Regions from separate parts of the Mus musculus genome. Here regions 1, 3, 4 and 5 are each linked to region 2. A link is a contact called in public ChIA-PET and HiChIP or PLAC-seq data. All regions are on one chromosome and are shown on one strand. The core of a region is the stretch at or near the end of the contact, and the rest is flanking DNA. Distances in the headings are between cores, read along the strand shown. Region 1 has its middle 23 kb from the start of Gm36783. Region 2 overlaps Babam2 (BRISC and BRCA1 A complex member 2). Region 3 overlaps Babam2 (BRISC and BRCA1 A complex member 2). Region 4 overlaps Babam2 (BRISC and BRCA1 A complex member 2). Region 5 overlaps Babam2 (BRISC and BRCA1 A complex member 2).

What was found. HiChIP or PLAC-seq counts read pairs in DNA pulled down with a chosen protein or histone mark. ChIA-PET counts read pairs in DNA pulled down with a chosen protein or histone mark.
Region 1: a CTCF HiChIP or PLAC-seq map of the NIH/3T3 cell line shows a contact between it and region 2, with 17 read pairs. The contact joins two enhancer-like sites. A contact is called at or near these places in 1 of 15 datasets of contacts at CTCF or cohesin (the NIH/3T3 cell line), 2 of 484 Hi-C or Micro-C datasets (bone marrow-derived macrophages and uterus) and 1 of 115 datasets of contacts at active chromatin or transcription factors (CD8 T cells).
Region 3: a contact with region 2 is called in a BATF HiChIP or PLAC-seq map of CD8 T cells, with 6 read pairs. The contact joins two enhancer-like sites. A contact is called at or near these places in 1 of 15 datasets of contacts at CTCF or cohesin (the NIH/3T3 cell line), 1 of 484 Hi-C or Micro-C datasets (cortical neurons) and 2 of 115 datasets of contacts at active chromatin or transcription factors (CD8 T cells and cardiomyocytes).
Region 4: a contact with region 2 is called in an RNA polymerase II ChIA-PET map of memory CD8 T cells, with 15 read pairs. The contact joins two enhancer-like sites. A contact is called at or near these places in 1 of 15 datasets of contacts at CTCF or cohesin (the NIH/3T3 cell line) and 2 of 115 datasets of contacts at active chromatin or transcription factors (memory CD8 T cells and pancreatic cancer cells).
Region 5: a contact with region 2 is called in a CTCF HiChIP or PLAC-seq map of the NIH/3T3 cell line, with 12 read pairs. The contact joins two enhancer-like sites. A contact is called at or near these places in 1 of 15 datasets of contacts at CTCF or cohesin (the NIH/3T3 cell line), 1 of 484 Hi-C or Micro-C datasets (CD8 T cells) and 1 of 115 datasets of contacts at active chromatin or transcription factors (CD8 T cells).

The regions. Positions count from the first base shown.
Region 1 is chr5:32,208,443-32,211,158 of GRCm38.p6, reverse strand. No RefSeq gene overlaps it. Among named protein-coding and RNA genes, the nearest start is that of Gm36783, 23 kb to the left of the region's middle. Within about 2 kb of position 1,383, at least 12 of the 459 cell types and tissues checked have an H3K27ac peak or open chromatin away from gene starts, as enhancers often do. A contact at or near this core is called in the NIH/3T3 cell line, where this site is marked.
Region 2 is chr5:31,983,097-31,985,796 of GRCm38.p6, reverse strand. All of the region lies in intron 7 of Babam2 (BRISC and BRCA1 A complex member 2), which reads right to left. All of the region lies in intron 1 of Gm52770 (a long non-coding RNA gene), which reads left to right. Among named protein-coding and RNA genes, the nearest start is that of Gm52770, 14 kb to the left of the region's middle. Within about 2 kb of position 1,351, at least 107 of the 459 cell types and tissues checked have an H3K27ac peak or open chromatin away from gene starts, as enhancers often do. A contact at or near this core is called in CD8 T cells, the NIH/3T3 cell line and memory CD8 T cells, where this site is marked.
Region 3 is chr5:31,731,399-31,734,098 of GRCm38.p6, reverse strand. The region is part of intron 3 of Babam2 (BRISC and BRCA1 A complex member 2); the gene reads right to left. Among named protein-coding and RNA genes, the nearest start is that of Babam2, 35 kb to the right of the region's middle. Within about 2 kb of position 1,363, at least 35 of the 459 cell types and tissues checked have an H3K27ac peak or open chromatin away from gene starts, as enhancers often do. A contact at or near this core is called in CD8 T cells, where this site is marked.
Region 4 is chr5:31,830,484-31,833,183 of GRCm38.p6, reverse strand. Babam2 (BRISC and BRCA1 A complex member 2) reads right to left here. Exons shown (of 12, transcript NM_144541.1): 6 at 2,025-2,099. Among named protein-coding and RNA genes, the nearest start is that of Babam2, 130 kb to the right of the region's middle. Within about 2 kb of position 1,428, at least 38 of the 459 cell types and tissues checked have an H3K27ac peak or open chromatin away from gene starts, as enhancers often do. A contact at or near this core is called in memory CD8 T cells, where this site is marked.
Region 5 is chr5:31,803,591-31,806,307 of GRCm38.p6, reverse strand. All of the region lies in intron 4 of Babam2 (BRISC and BRCA1 A complex member 2), which reads right to left. Among named protein-coding and RNA genes, the nearest start is that of Babam2, 110 kb to the right of the region's middle. Within about 2 kb of position 1,352, at least 24 of the 459 cell types and tissues checked have an H3K27ac peak or open chromatin away from gene starts, as enhancers often do. A contact at or near this core is called in the NIH/3T3 cell line, where this site is marked.

The DNA.
Region 1 (2,716 bases), core at 134-2,633, 230 kb before region 2:
CTGACCTTAGAGAGTCTTTTGGGAATTTAAAACATCTTTTACAAAATGTTTTTGAAAATAGTGCTGACATCATGGCTTGATGCACAGGATCCCTCTCATGTCCTAATCCTCTTTAGCTGGGGCTAGAAAGTGGAGGTGGAAGATTTCAGCTTAAACAAATGTAAATGAGGGCCAGTCCTGTTGCTCCAGAAGCAATGGGAAGTGAGGGAGAGAGGGGTCCACGGGCGAGTGCACAGTGCACAAGCCTGAGGACCTGAGTCTGGAGCCCTCATATCCATGTAAAAACCTTTGCTGTGTTCCAACCACAGCATTGCCTTGTGGAGGTGTGGACTGAAGGTTTTCTGGTCTGGTTGGTCAACCAGTCTAGCAGAAACAGCCAGATCCAAATTCAGTAAGTCCTTGTCTCAAGGGAAAAAAGAAAATTAACCGATAGGAGGATAGGAGATCAGGACACAATGTCCTCCTCTGGTCTTCATGCATGTACAGATACATGTAGACATACCTACATGTGCCTACACACACACACACACACACACACACACACCGAGAGAGAGAGAGAGAGAGAGAGAGAGAGAGAGAGAGAGAGAGAGAGAGAGAGAGAGAGAGAAAACATCAAACATTAAACCCTCTATATTTTAAAGTTAGCCCTTTTAGCTAGGTGTGATTATCACACCTTTAACCCCAACACTTAAGAGGTGGAGGAGGGTGTATCTCTGTGAGTCTGAGGCCAGCCTCTGTTTATATAGAGAATTCCAGGCCAGCGAGGACTATATAGTTAGATCTTGTCTAAAAAACAAACAAAACAAAATGGCCTTTATACAATTTTACAAAAAGTACATCAGCATTCTGAGAAAGTCTAATTGCTTTTAATACATGTTTAAAACTCTCATTAAAAAGCATAACATATCTGAAAACTATAAAAAAAAATTGAATGTTGTTTCCCCATGTTGGTGTTATCTTAATTTTATAATGTATATACATAATGAGTCAGATATTAAGACTTTTGAATGTTTAATCACTTATAATAAAATGCATTGCCTAGTAGCAGTGAATTACAGTTGAGCAACTTTATCATCCCAATAAAGAATGTAGCCCATCTCAACAATGACAAAATATTTTATCTTTTTAATTTACTTAGTTTGACTAGCAGAAAATAGCTTAGAGATTTTCTAAGCATTAACAAAATGATATCTTAGTAAAGTTTCTCCTTTTTAAATAACTTAGTGTCTGGGGGCAGGGCATCATTTGTGCCACAGCACACACGGGGGTCTTAGGACAACCAAAGGGACTGGAGATTAAATTTAGTAACCAGCATGCTAATCCACTGAGCTGTCTGCCAGCCCCATGTTCTGACAACTTAGTCACCTTTAACTGGAAGGTACTACTAGCTACCTCTCTTCTGAGTAAGACTTAATTACAAAGACTATTACATAAACAATAAGGTTACTCAGATCCTAAATGTTTCTGTTTGTAAAGATTGGAATTTCCTGTAATTCCATTATGACAAGGAAATTTGATGAGACTCTTTGATAAATATGTACACTCACTATTTTGTATGTATCAGAGACTTAGTAAAAATCTCCTGTTTGTCAATTCTATATGTGAGCATTCCTGGGGGTGGGGGTGGGGCAGGGACCCATAGCGATAAGAAATTCCCTTCAGAAGAGGATTTATAATTTACATGACTTAAGGGTATTTTAACTGATGTCACTGTGTTCTTAGCACCTCCCAAGAGTAACTTGACTCTTCAGAAAAATGAATAAAATTTAATTTCTTTATAAAATCTACTTTGGAAGAAAGTCCTTACCAAAGTCTACATAGCCAATACAAAATTCTGTAACTTAAAAAAAAAAAAAAAAAAAAAAAAAAAAAGGTAAGACTCAATGAATGCTATTTTACCTTTAAAAAAGAAAACCCACCCCTATTTTCAGTAAGGTATCTTAGACGCTTAGCATCCTTCTAAAATCTGGTGCTTTCAAAGCATTCTTAATGTTTTTATAAAGCATACTCAATAGATCCCTCAAAGACTTGTTTAGTGTGCCTGATTGTTTTGTTTCATTTTGTGTTTGTTTGTTTGTTTGTTTGTTTGTTTGTTTTAAGACAGGGTTTCTCTGTGTAGCCCTGGCTGTCCTGGGACTCTATAGACCCGGCTGACCTTGAACTCACAGAGATCCCCCTGCCTCTGCCTCCCAAGTACTGCCACCACACCTGGCTCATAATACCGTTTTAATAGGTTTTATGGAACTAACAGTACCTATATATATATATGAGGCAGTAAAGGTCTTTGAATAAATAAAACCTACTTTTAAAAACCCCTTGTTGTGAATTAATTTGTAATCTGTTAAGAAGTGTTGGGCTGCTTTATTCTCAACCTCAGCTTCCAAAACTAGCGTTTGAAAGCGCTGTGTCCTCAGTGCCAAGATCAACAGAGTGTGGGGAGCCCAGCCCAAGAGGATACATCTGCCTCCCATCCCCCTGCATCATAAGAGGGGATAGGAAGAAAGACTGCGAGAGCCAGGACACTGGGAAGTCTGCTGTGACATGCTCTCTCCTAGAAATGGCTGCGTCCACAAGACTAGAACTCTAGCGGTGTCAGTGGTCATGTTAACGCCGAAGGGGAAATAATGCTGTGGGGTCCCATCTCTGAACAGAGCTGCAGCCAACTTCAGACTGCTGAGAGAGGGGGACTGAGCCGCTCCCAGGGAGGAGCACCCAG
Region 2 (2,700 bases), core at 102-2,601:
ACGCACATACACACACAAACACATCACACAGACACAAACCCATAGGTACATTAAAACTATTATATGAGATTAATTTCAGGCTCTGTGTATATGGTACATATGAAATATAAATAAATTTCCTGTTAGACTTGCATCCTATCTCAAATATAGACCTTTATGCATATGGAAATATTCTAAAATTTGAAAAACAAACCTGAAACACTCTAGTCCCAAACATTTCAGATAGAGGACACTCTACCTGTGTCAAATGACAATGTTGAACTTCCCAAATAAACATTCAAAGTCTATAAATGTCTGTATTCTTTTCCTCAAATAGTTACTATGGAAAGGAAGATTTTTAAGGGTGTTGGGGTTAGTAAACATTTTTGGTACAGTCAGTTAATAAATATTGCTCTTGCTGCTTTAGAAGATGTGTAAATGAATGTGCATGGCCATGCACCAACGCAACTTTATGACTACAGAAAATTGAATTCCATACAGTTTTTACAAGTTATGAAACATCATTCTTTAAATGCTTTTCTAACCAGAAAAATGCAAAGATTATTCAGAGCTGGTGGGCCACACGTTACCAGCCACTGGCTGGATCTGCCCAGTGCCTATAGCTTGTCTCTTGACTCAGAATGACTTGAGGGTTTTACAGAGGCTGGAAAAAAAAAAAAAAAAACCAAAACAGAAACATCCAGGAGGAAACACAGGCAAAAGCCTAAGATGAGGATGTTAGCAGAAACAAAAGCAGGCCCCTTTGTCAGGTGTCTTTGGTACCCCACTGGGGTAGTTAGTGTCATTCCTCTATCGACTTCTTTAGGCATTGGGTGAGGGGCACATCAGGCACTTCATGAACCGTGGGAGTTCTTACGATCGCATTAGATTGTAACTGTGCAAGAGCGAGCTATTTATATGATTCCGAACGAAGCTTGAGGCATATTCTGGTGTTTTTTACATCTATGTTAGGTGAAAAAGCTGCCTACAGAAGCCTGCCTCCCACCCAAAATACTAGCTGTTAGCTGCTGACTGATCCTCGGCAATATTAAGATGAATCATATATGCTCTTTTCTCAGTGCAAAAAGAGATAATTTTGAAACTCAAAAAATTTCACTTTGGGTAGTCACAAACCACACAGTAGAAAAGCTGTCCAGCCGTAAAGTTGTAAATAAATAGAACCCACTCCTGCGTGGACATCTTTTGCTTCTTTTAAACTGTGACGCTTTTTTAGGCCTCACCTCCTGCATGGTGTTGAAATGATAAAATGTTGCAAGCATGTTCCGTGCCTAGGCCGGAAGGCAGCCTTGGCTTCCCTTCTCTCTTCCCTGGCGCTCCACACCCTTGATCTACAGAACCCACACCCTTTCTCAGGCAGCTGCCTTTTCACCTACCCCAACCAGCCTGTGGCTTTCCTGGCTTGCCCTTGCTTGGTCTATAAGGTGCCAGCTGCTGGCAGAGCCTAGTCGTTTCCTATGACAGAAAAACTCTGTGTTTCTTTCTCCTTATTGTGTGGAGAAGCAGGTATTTTTGGCCTCAATTTCTAAGATCTGTTTTATTTCTCTTGTTACTAAGCAGGTCACTGCCACCCTCATTTTTTGCTGTGTCATCATTTTCCCACATTACCCTGTTTGGCACCGAGGGATGAACCACATCAAATGGAGGAATTGCAACCACACATTGCCTTGAGAAGGAAGCAAGGGAGACCTTAGGGTGTGTGTGTGTGTGTGTGTGTAATGACCATTTTGGGGGCTTGTTCTCCCATAATCAAATCCTGCCTATCTTAACAATGTGGTGGTGTGTCAAAGCATTGGAATTCTGCTTTACTCAGCAACCCAGAACTTTATAGGAAAATGAAGCAACAAAATGTTGGTCTTCCTGTTAACTTGTACTTAGCATGGGACTGTTTGTTTCCCTATGACATTCCAGTCAAATCTCCTAAGTTTCTGGAGCTCTGGGCTATCCACAGAGGCCCATGCAGTGTCCTGACATCCTTAGGCATGGTTCTTTTTTTACTTACTTATTGATGCCAGTGCCTAAACTCATTGGTTCATGTTTTTATTTAACAAACTATCACTTGTACTAAGTAGACAGTCTACCACTAAGCTAGATTCCCACTTTCTTCTAACCTGTCCCGAGAGAAACATCATGCATTAGAAGTGAAAGTCTTAAATCCAATAAACCAAAGAAGCAATTTGCTTGCAAACATTTTAGACACTGCTGGGGACCCAGATCAGTGGGAAGATACTTACCTAGCGAGTATGAACAAGTTTCTGGGTTCTTTAGGCTCTGTTAGGAAACCAAGCTAACCCAAAATGGCTCCATCTATGTTGCTAGCAGCAGTGCAGGTCTGGCTCTGGGACCCTTACAACATGTGAGAATCTGTAGTTAACACAGATGGGCCTGTATCAACTGACGTTTTGCCAGCTAACTAAAAACATGTGCCCAACAAGTAAAGCATCCGGGCACTAACGTAAGATGCCACAATCCCAACTGGGACGTTGAGAAGTCACATTTGATATCTTTAGGATACTGTGCTAGGGCTGATGTTTAATGACAGCTGGCTCGTGCTCATCAGCATGGAAAACAGCACTTAGAGGCGGAGCACGTGCAGTGATTTGATCTTTGTGACTAACATGGGCAATTAAGCAGTTCATAAAATGAATGTCGGTATTTTTGCTGTTGTTTTGGTTTGGCGTGCATGCAGTTTTGGCTAATGTT
Region 3 (2,700 bases), core at 114-2,613, 250 kb after region 2:
TGGGTTCTAGGGACCAAACTCAGGGTTCTCTACAAGAACAAAACAGTTTGTTTTCTTAACTGCTGAGCCATCTCTTCAACCTCTTGGCTAGTTTTAATTGCACCCTAGAGTCATCTGAGAGGAGCCTTGGCTGAGGAATTGCCTAGAAGGAGACTGGCCTGTGTGCATGCCTGTAGAGGACTGTCTTGATTATTAACTGATCCAGGAAGGCTTTGGTCACAGTGTTTTATCACAGCAATCGAAAGGAAACTAGAACAGTTCTCTCCTTCTAACCAGGTAGATTGCAGGGATTGAATTCAGGTTGTTAGGCTTGTCAGCAAGCACCTTTAACTGCTGAATCATCTCATTGGTCCCAGAAGTATTTTAGATCTCCAATTTTTGTTATTTGAAAGACTGTAACAGATACTGCAGTCATACAGTAAGAACAAGATATCTGAAAGGGAAACAAAAAGGAAGAAAGACCTTAAGAAAGATACCTAATTTTAATGGAGGTAATAAAAAAATGTTGGGCCAAGATACAGAAGAGAGAAGAACAAAAATCTGGGGAAGTTATTTGAGCCTGGTTTCCAATAACCTAAGCAAGTAGCCAGTTTCCTAAAAAACCATCCAGTAATGTACAGAATTGTTACTATTAGGCCCACAAAAGAAGGTAAAATCTAATGATATTTAATGCAGAAGCAGGCCTATCAAGCCACTGTGTAATTTATGAACAATGCCCTGGAAACAATTATAGACAACAAATTATTAATCTTAAGAATGCAAAGGGGAAAACAGAAGACACATAAAAACAGTGCAGGAAAATGCAAGAGAAAAAGAAAGAAGCAGAGGCTAATCTTATCCTGTGAAGTGTGAAGCCAAAAGACATTATCTGTGGTTCATAGGACTCCAGATAGATGAAATATCCATCACGACTGCACAGAGATCGTCCTAGCTGATAACAAAGCTGAGTCATGCACTTATCAAGAACTCTGGGGGACTGTTCATTGAATTGTATGATACAGTGTTAAAAGTGACCCTGGAGGGGAGGTATGGAAGGGGTTGTCATGGACTTGTTCCTTGGGAAAGTTTGTCTCTAACCTTTGTAAGGCCCTGAAATTTGATCCCCAGCACAAGAAAAAAGAACAAAGGTTTAAGCTACAAGGTAAAGAACTCGGGAACCAATAGCAGTGATGTGGTTTTATTAAAGAGGAAGAGAGAGGTAAGGGGGATGGTGAAAATAGGCTGATGCCCCTATAAGAGGGCAGGAAGTCAAAAGATAACATCTATAGCTGGCCAGTCAGGAAAGAGGCAGTGTAGTACTGAGAGAACTGGGAATCCTCAAAAGAACTAAACTGAAACCATTTCTTAAAACTATAATGGTTTACTCAGAAAAAAGGAGTAGGAGGGGGAAACATGGGACAGTGCTTCCTTCTGTGTGTAACCTCAGCACTATCTCCACTTCATCTACCAGTGACTTACTTGGATCATTTCTGTTCAATTTAGTTAGTAATTTCTTTTTGGAAAAAAAAAAAAAGTAGCAATCTAATCCTGTCACTATTTTGTACTTTTGTGGTTTCCTGAGAATGGTCTAATAATGCAAGGGTAACAAATGACCTTGGACTGAATGTCTCATTTAACGTTGCACTTGGTAAATTAATACAAAGCAATCTAGAGAGTATCGAGATGTGGTACCTCCCAGTTAATGATGGTAAAACACACAGTCACTACTCCAAAAAGAGTTTATCTACCCATTCCACCCATCATATTGTGTGTGTGTGTGTGTGTGTGTGTGTGTGTGTGTGTGTGTGTGTGTTCATCCTAAGCCCCAGGTACCTTCTTGTCTCTGTGTCCCCACACTGGAATTATAAGCATCTGCCCCTGCCAAGCCTTTCTCTGTGTAAATTTGGGGATTAAACCCAGGTCCTTTTACCTTGAAAGCACAGTATGGCTTGTGCCATCTCCCTCATCCATCCATCTGATCTTTAATAACCACATTTTTTATTCCTCTTTTTTACAAATAGGTAGATTTTAATACCCTGTTCACAAGGCTAGGTTTAAGAAAGAAAATGCCAAGTGCAATTACTGACACTAACAAAGCAAAGCTATTATCACTTTCACAGTAGGCAAGAGGTTCAGTGCTGTGATGGTGACAGAGAAGGGCTAATACAGCATAGACAGATGCTATGGATGCTGGCCTGCAGCCCAAGCATGTACCTCGTACACCATCCAGGCAGTGATGGAAGCCCACAGTGCAAAAACTCAGGCTACTCTTTACACAGACTCAATTTACCTGAATAACAAATATCCTTAATTTTGGAAAGATAGACAACATTTAAAACTGATTTAAAAAAAAAAAAAGATGTAAAATGGCTGACTTCCACTCTCTGAGTCAATAGAAGGAGTTTCCACAGAGACTGTGTGTTCTAAGAATCTGCCATACTCCATCTGCTTTCCTTACTTATATTATCACTCTGGTCCTTGCAGGCCATTAACATTTCTAACTCTTGTTCACATACCCCATGCCCAGAACACTAGAGTAAGGGCTAACAATGGGTTTTGACAGCAGTGGGGATATTAGCCATTCCTACCTTAAAAAAAACTATTACTAAGTAGGCATTTTAAGTGGTACATCTTTTTTCATTCTTACTTTTTTTTTTTTTTTTTTTTTTTACTTTATTGAGTGCAGGGCACATCACACATGTGGAAATCAGAAGACAATAT
Region 4 (2,700 bases), core at 179-2,678, 150 kb after region 2:
AAAATGATAGAGTATTTTGCCTATTATATATGTGCATCCTCCCGTAGACTTCAAATATCTAGTCTTACAAATAACTGCTAAACCATATTATGGAGTAATTATAACCCTCCTCCAACAAAGAACCTGTACACACTCAGTAGACGTCCATTTTTTTCCAAATATTTCATCTTTGTTTGGCTAAATTCATGGATTCAGACACAGAGCCTGTCACTACATGGTCAGATGTATATAATTACAAAATAATCTTTCTTTGTTGAAATACTATGATGAATAATCACACTTCAATGATTAGTGGCCTCTCTACTGTCCTATGGACCACAATTTCTCCCTACAAGCACATCAAATAGGGTAGAGAACTGAGCCTGAAAGAAACAGACTTGGAAGGTCAATCCACACGAACTGAAACCTGTGAAAGGGCGGGCTAGTGTGCTGCTGTGCAGACAGACTCCAGAAGCAGAGTGCATTTTTCCCTTTACTTTACCTGAGTTTGTGTTCAATTTCTAGCGCTTGAAAATAAAGAGTAGCAGCTAGAAAACTGTTTTTCTACTGATTGAGTTTTTACTTGAGTAATTCATTTATCTAAGCCCTTGACTTAGCTCAACCAAAGTAAAATTCAGGGTTTTAAGTTAGATATTATCATGTTAAGAGCCATTTCCACTTACAATAAAAAGTGAAATCATATCATAGAATATTTATTAAATCACACATCCTAACATCAAAAACTCCATTAGTAAGTGTATTTGTTATCATTGGTAATATGAACTTAAGAGTAGATGGTGAGTTACCTTCCATAATGCAATGAGGCTCACTGCTGCAAATCAGCAGGCTGTCTTATGCTATCTCAGTGCTCACAAGTTCTGCTTCACCAGCTAATTATTGGGCAAAGTGAGGCAACCTGCTATCATCATGACAAAGCATATGCTAACCCCAGGAGCTCAAAGAGTTAACTTTATTTGTATTCCAACAGAAACAGTTGCAGACCTAAGAATTAGGTGTTAGAACATCCAAATATAAGCAGCATGCCAAGGAGTTCCCAATGCAAATGCTCTTCAAAGAGCACAGCAAGTTTCTAGCCATTACTAGAGTCTGGCTGATATTACTAATTTCTTTTCCCTCAGCAGTTAAAATCCAATCAGTTCTGGAACAACATCAAATTAAGAAGGCAAAAATTTCAGCCTGGCAGTGGTGGTACATGCCTTTAATTCTAAAACTTGGGAGGCAGAGACAGGTGGATATCAGAGTTCCTGGCCAGCTAGGTCTACAAATTGAGTTCTAGGACAGCCAGGGCTACACAGAAAAGAAACCACAAAACAATACGGCAGAGACATTTAAAGATTAGACTGAAACTAAAGAAGGACAGGCTGAAAGAACTGAGGGCAGCCTGCCAAGTCTTAAATCCTCACCTGAGTAGGCTGGGCCTCTGCCTTAGCATTTCCTTTTCAGAACTTGCTCTCTGATCTATGTGGTTTCTTTCACTAGCCACAAGTAGTCTTTTGAAGACTACCTCTTCTCTATGGAGCATGTAAGGAACTCTTTCAAATAGCTGTTCCCTGGGCCTCTATCTCACTTTAACAAATGCTATATATACTGTTCTAATTAGTTTAATGAATCTCTGAGATAGCCCAACTTTGAAGGTACCTGAGTTCAGTTGCTGACATAAAGAAGTTGAAATGCCTTTTAAGCATTTTTAATATGTAGAATGCCTTGGACAAAATCTATGAGTCTTCCATCCCAGTAAGATTACTAAATCAAACTGATTTTCCCAAGTGTAATTTATTTACACTACTAATGTATAATCACCTTGAACAAAAACCTCACGCCTAAACAACTTTTAAGGTTAGTACAGTAGCTGAAGAAAACAATTCCAACGGATTTTCCTGCACTAAGCATCTTATTAGAATTCACTATCTGGAACAAAATAAGAAGAAACAAGGCATACAAATATTGAGCTAAACGATCACAGTATTCGTATTCTCTTATTTTATTCTGATTTGCATTCTCTTATTGATAATACATAGTTTTACCTTGAGAAGGTATGTGGGAATGTTGCTGAAATCTACTGGTAACTTCAATAGAAAACGAGCTGAAAATTCACCAGTCTGTAAGGAGAAAAAAGGATTAAAATATACAACAGATTGATAAGTAACAATTATGTCCAAGAAAAAATTCAATATACAGACAACTCCTATTAGGGTTTCCTAACACAAGACAGAAAAATAAGGTTGGAAAGTAGGATAGAATTAAAAAGAATCCTTAAACTATTAAAGGGGCACAGTTTTAATGAAAGAACTCTTCATTTTAATGCATGAAAACATTTTAAAGTAGTATTGGGTTTTTAAAAAAAATGAAAAGAATACATGAATGGATATTATTTCTCAAAAAAAAAAAACTGAAATAGGAAGAGACCACCTTGCCCCTGAGACTTATCTGCTTTCCTAAGCATTCATACCATCGTCCTGACTCTGTAACTTACCACCATGTATGCTGACATCCATTACAGGATGTGTGCAAGTCCATACAAAGACCAAACTTCCTCTAACGTGGAGCAATACATCAATATAAACCCAGGAAAGTTTCTAATCTCTTGAAAGTTCACAAATATTATCAATTAATATTTTCAGTAATTAGAAATTTAAAACACTTAAGCTATAAATAATAACTCCAGTTAATTGCTTTGTGTATGTGTGTATATGTGCATGA
Region 5 (2,717 bases), core at 103-2,602, 180 kb after region 2:
GTGCTAGCCATTTTCTCTCTTGCTTATGATAGAACATTGATAACTTAATCTGAGCAGACTTTAATGAGTTTGGGGGACTGGGAATGGGATAGAAGACAAACAAATGGTTAACTTTAAAGTTTTAATAATAAATTAGTTTTAAATAATAATTAAACTTACTGGAACAAGTTTTACACTTTGAAAATAAAACTGCCAAAGGAGTTAGCCAAGGTAAGCCTCAGGTCAACACTGAAAGCATCTTTAAATTCACAAAATTAAATGTGTTTTAAAACATGCCTTTAAGCACGCAAATTATAACAGTAACTACTCTTGTCAATTATTTTTATTTAAATATAATATTTGTATTATATATATTATATTTAAATATATTATATTGTATTAAATAAATGAGATTCTTTAAGAATCGCATACATATGATATATATTGATAATACTGTCACCCCTTAACTCCTACCTTTCTCCAGATCCAATCTCTACTCCCTTCAGACTTCCAGTCCTATTCTTTTTTGTTTGTTTGTTTGTTTGTTTGTTTGCCTTCATAATACATTGAACCCAGTTTATGTTGCCCTTATATTCATACGGATGGGTCACCTGCCAGATCACAGGGGACCTACCAGGGACTCCATGCTTAATTGGTCTACCCAGAAGCTACCAACCACCCCTCAGCTAGTGATCCATGTTGGAGTGCTAATTGGCTTGATCTTGTGTAGGTGACAAGAGAGGCTGCTGCACTCCCTGACCTCTAACCTCCCTCCCTGACCTCTGGCTTACAATCTATGTGCCTTCTCTTCCTCAATTGTTCCAGAGCCTTGGAAAGAAGGGTATGATAAAGATGTTCCAATTATGGCTGAGCAAAGAAATTATTTTAAATCATGTGAAGGAGGACTCCTTTGATTTTAGAAACAGACTAAAGATGTATAAGTACCCTCTTTTTGAGACAACAGACAGGCTCTTATTAAGTTAGTGGGGTTTGCTTAGGACTCACTCTGCAGCCCAGACAGCCCCTGAACTATAAGGTTACAGCCTCAGTCTCCTAAGTAGCTGAAATTATAGGCTGACACTGGGCCTAGCTATTCCATTTTAAATACTCTTAGTAATTAACTGCCCCTCTTTTAAAAATTCTATAATAATCCAGACTTTTACTTTTCAATCTGGCTTCTTCATAAATGTTCTTGAACCACATTCAAGAATATGTATTAAATGTGTTGAATGTTTTGCTTATAATACTATAATTCTTTGGAATTTTCAGAACTGCAACAACTTAAAAACAGCTTTTAACGAATGTATACAAGGTCTCCTGATTCACTGTCAGAGGCAGGCTCCGAAGCACTGTGCAGTGGAAGGATTGCATCAGACCAGGGCGGGGCGAGGCGAGCCCGCACTTTACTTCATAGGGTTAAATAGCTTGGCTTTCTAACGTTTGTGTGGGGGCTGCAGCTTGGCATAAAATTCTCAGCGGATGCAGATAATTCCTGGGGGGGGGATGTTTTTATAATAGCTAAGGTTTTTTGCTTTTAAAAATGTTAGAGAAAGCATACATTATATCCATGTTCAATTTTTATAATACATTTTTCTTGTTTATTGTGTTTATCTCTAAAGCTAACGCAAGAACAGCAAGCTAACCCACAAACATAGACTAATAAGTACAAAAGCTCACTTTCTCAATAGTTTAACTATAAGATCAAAAATCAAAGTAAGCTCCCCCAGTTCCAGCAGGAGAGAGGACTTTGCTGAGAGCAGGGCTGGAGGCTCCAGGGTTCGCTCCCCGCCGCCCTGACCACATTTGCCTCTGTGCTCACTGTTTGTACAGTGAGACTGATGCTTTCCCCATTCCTCACTTGATCTTCCACAAGGGAGCTAAAACCATCCAGTGGAAAAAAGACAGCATTTTCAACAAATGGTGCCGGCACAACTGGCGGTTATCATGTAGATTCGAATGCAAATTGATCCATTCCTATCTCCTTGTACTAAGGTCAATAGAACAGCAATGGCTTGTGCTGTGCTGTAAGATCGAGAATCGACAAATGGGACCTCATAAAATTGCAAAGCTTCTGTAAGGCAAAAGACACCATCAATAAGACAAAAAGGCCACCAACAGATTGGAAAAGGATCTTTACCTATCCTAAATCAGATAGGGGACTAATATTCAATATATATAAAGAACTCAAGAAGGTGGACTCCAGAAAATCAAATAACCCCATTAAAAAATGGGGCTCAGAGCTAAACAAAGAATTCTCAACTGAGGAATACCGAATGGCTGAGAAGCACTTGAAAAAATGTTCAGCATCCTTAATCATCAGGGAAATGCAAATCAAACAACCCTGAGATTCCACCTCACACCAGTCAAAATGGCTAAGATCAAAAATTCAGGTAACAGCAGGCGCTGGCAAAAACTGGAGAAAGAGGAACACTCCTCCATTGCTGGTGGGATTGCAAGCTGGTACAACTCTAGAAATCAGTCTGGCGGTTCCTCAGAAAATTGGACATAGTACTACCAGAGGATCCCCCAATACCTCTCCTGGGCATATACCCAGAAGATGTTCCAACCAGTAAGAAGGACACATGCTCCACTATGTTCATAGCAGCCTTATTTATAATAGCCAGAAGCTGGAAAGAACCCAGATGCCCCTCAACAGAGGAATGGATACAGAAAATGTGGTACATTTACACAATGGAGTACTACTCAGCTATTAAAAAGAATGAATTTATTAAATTCCT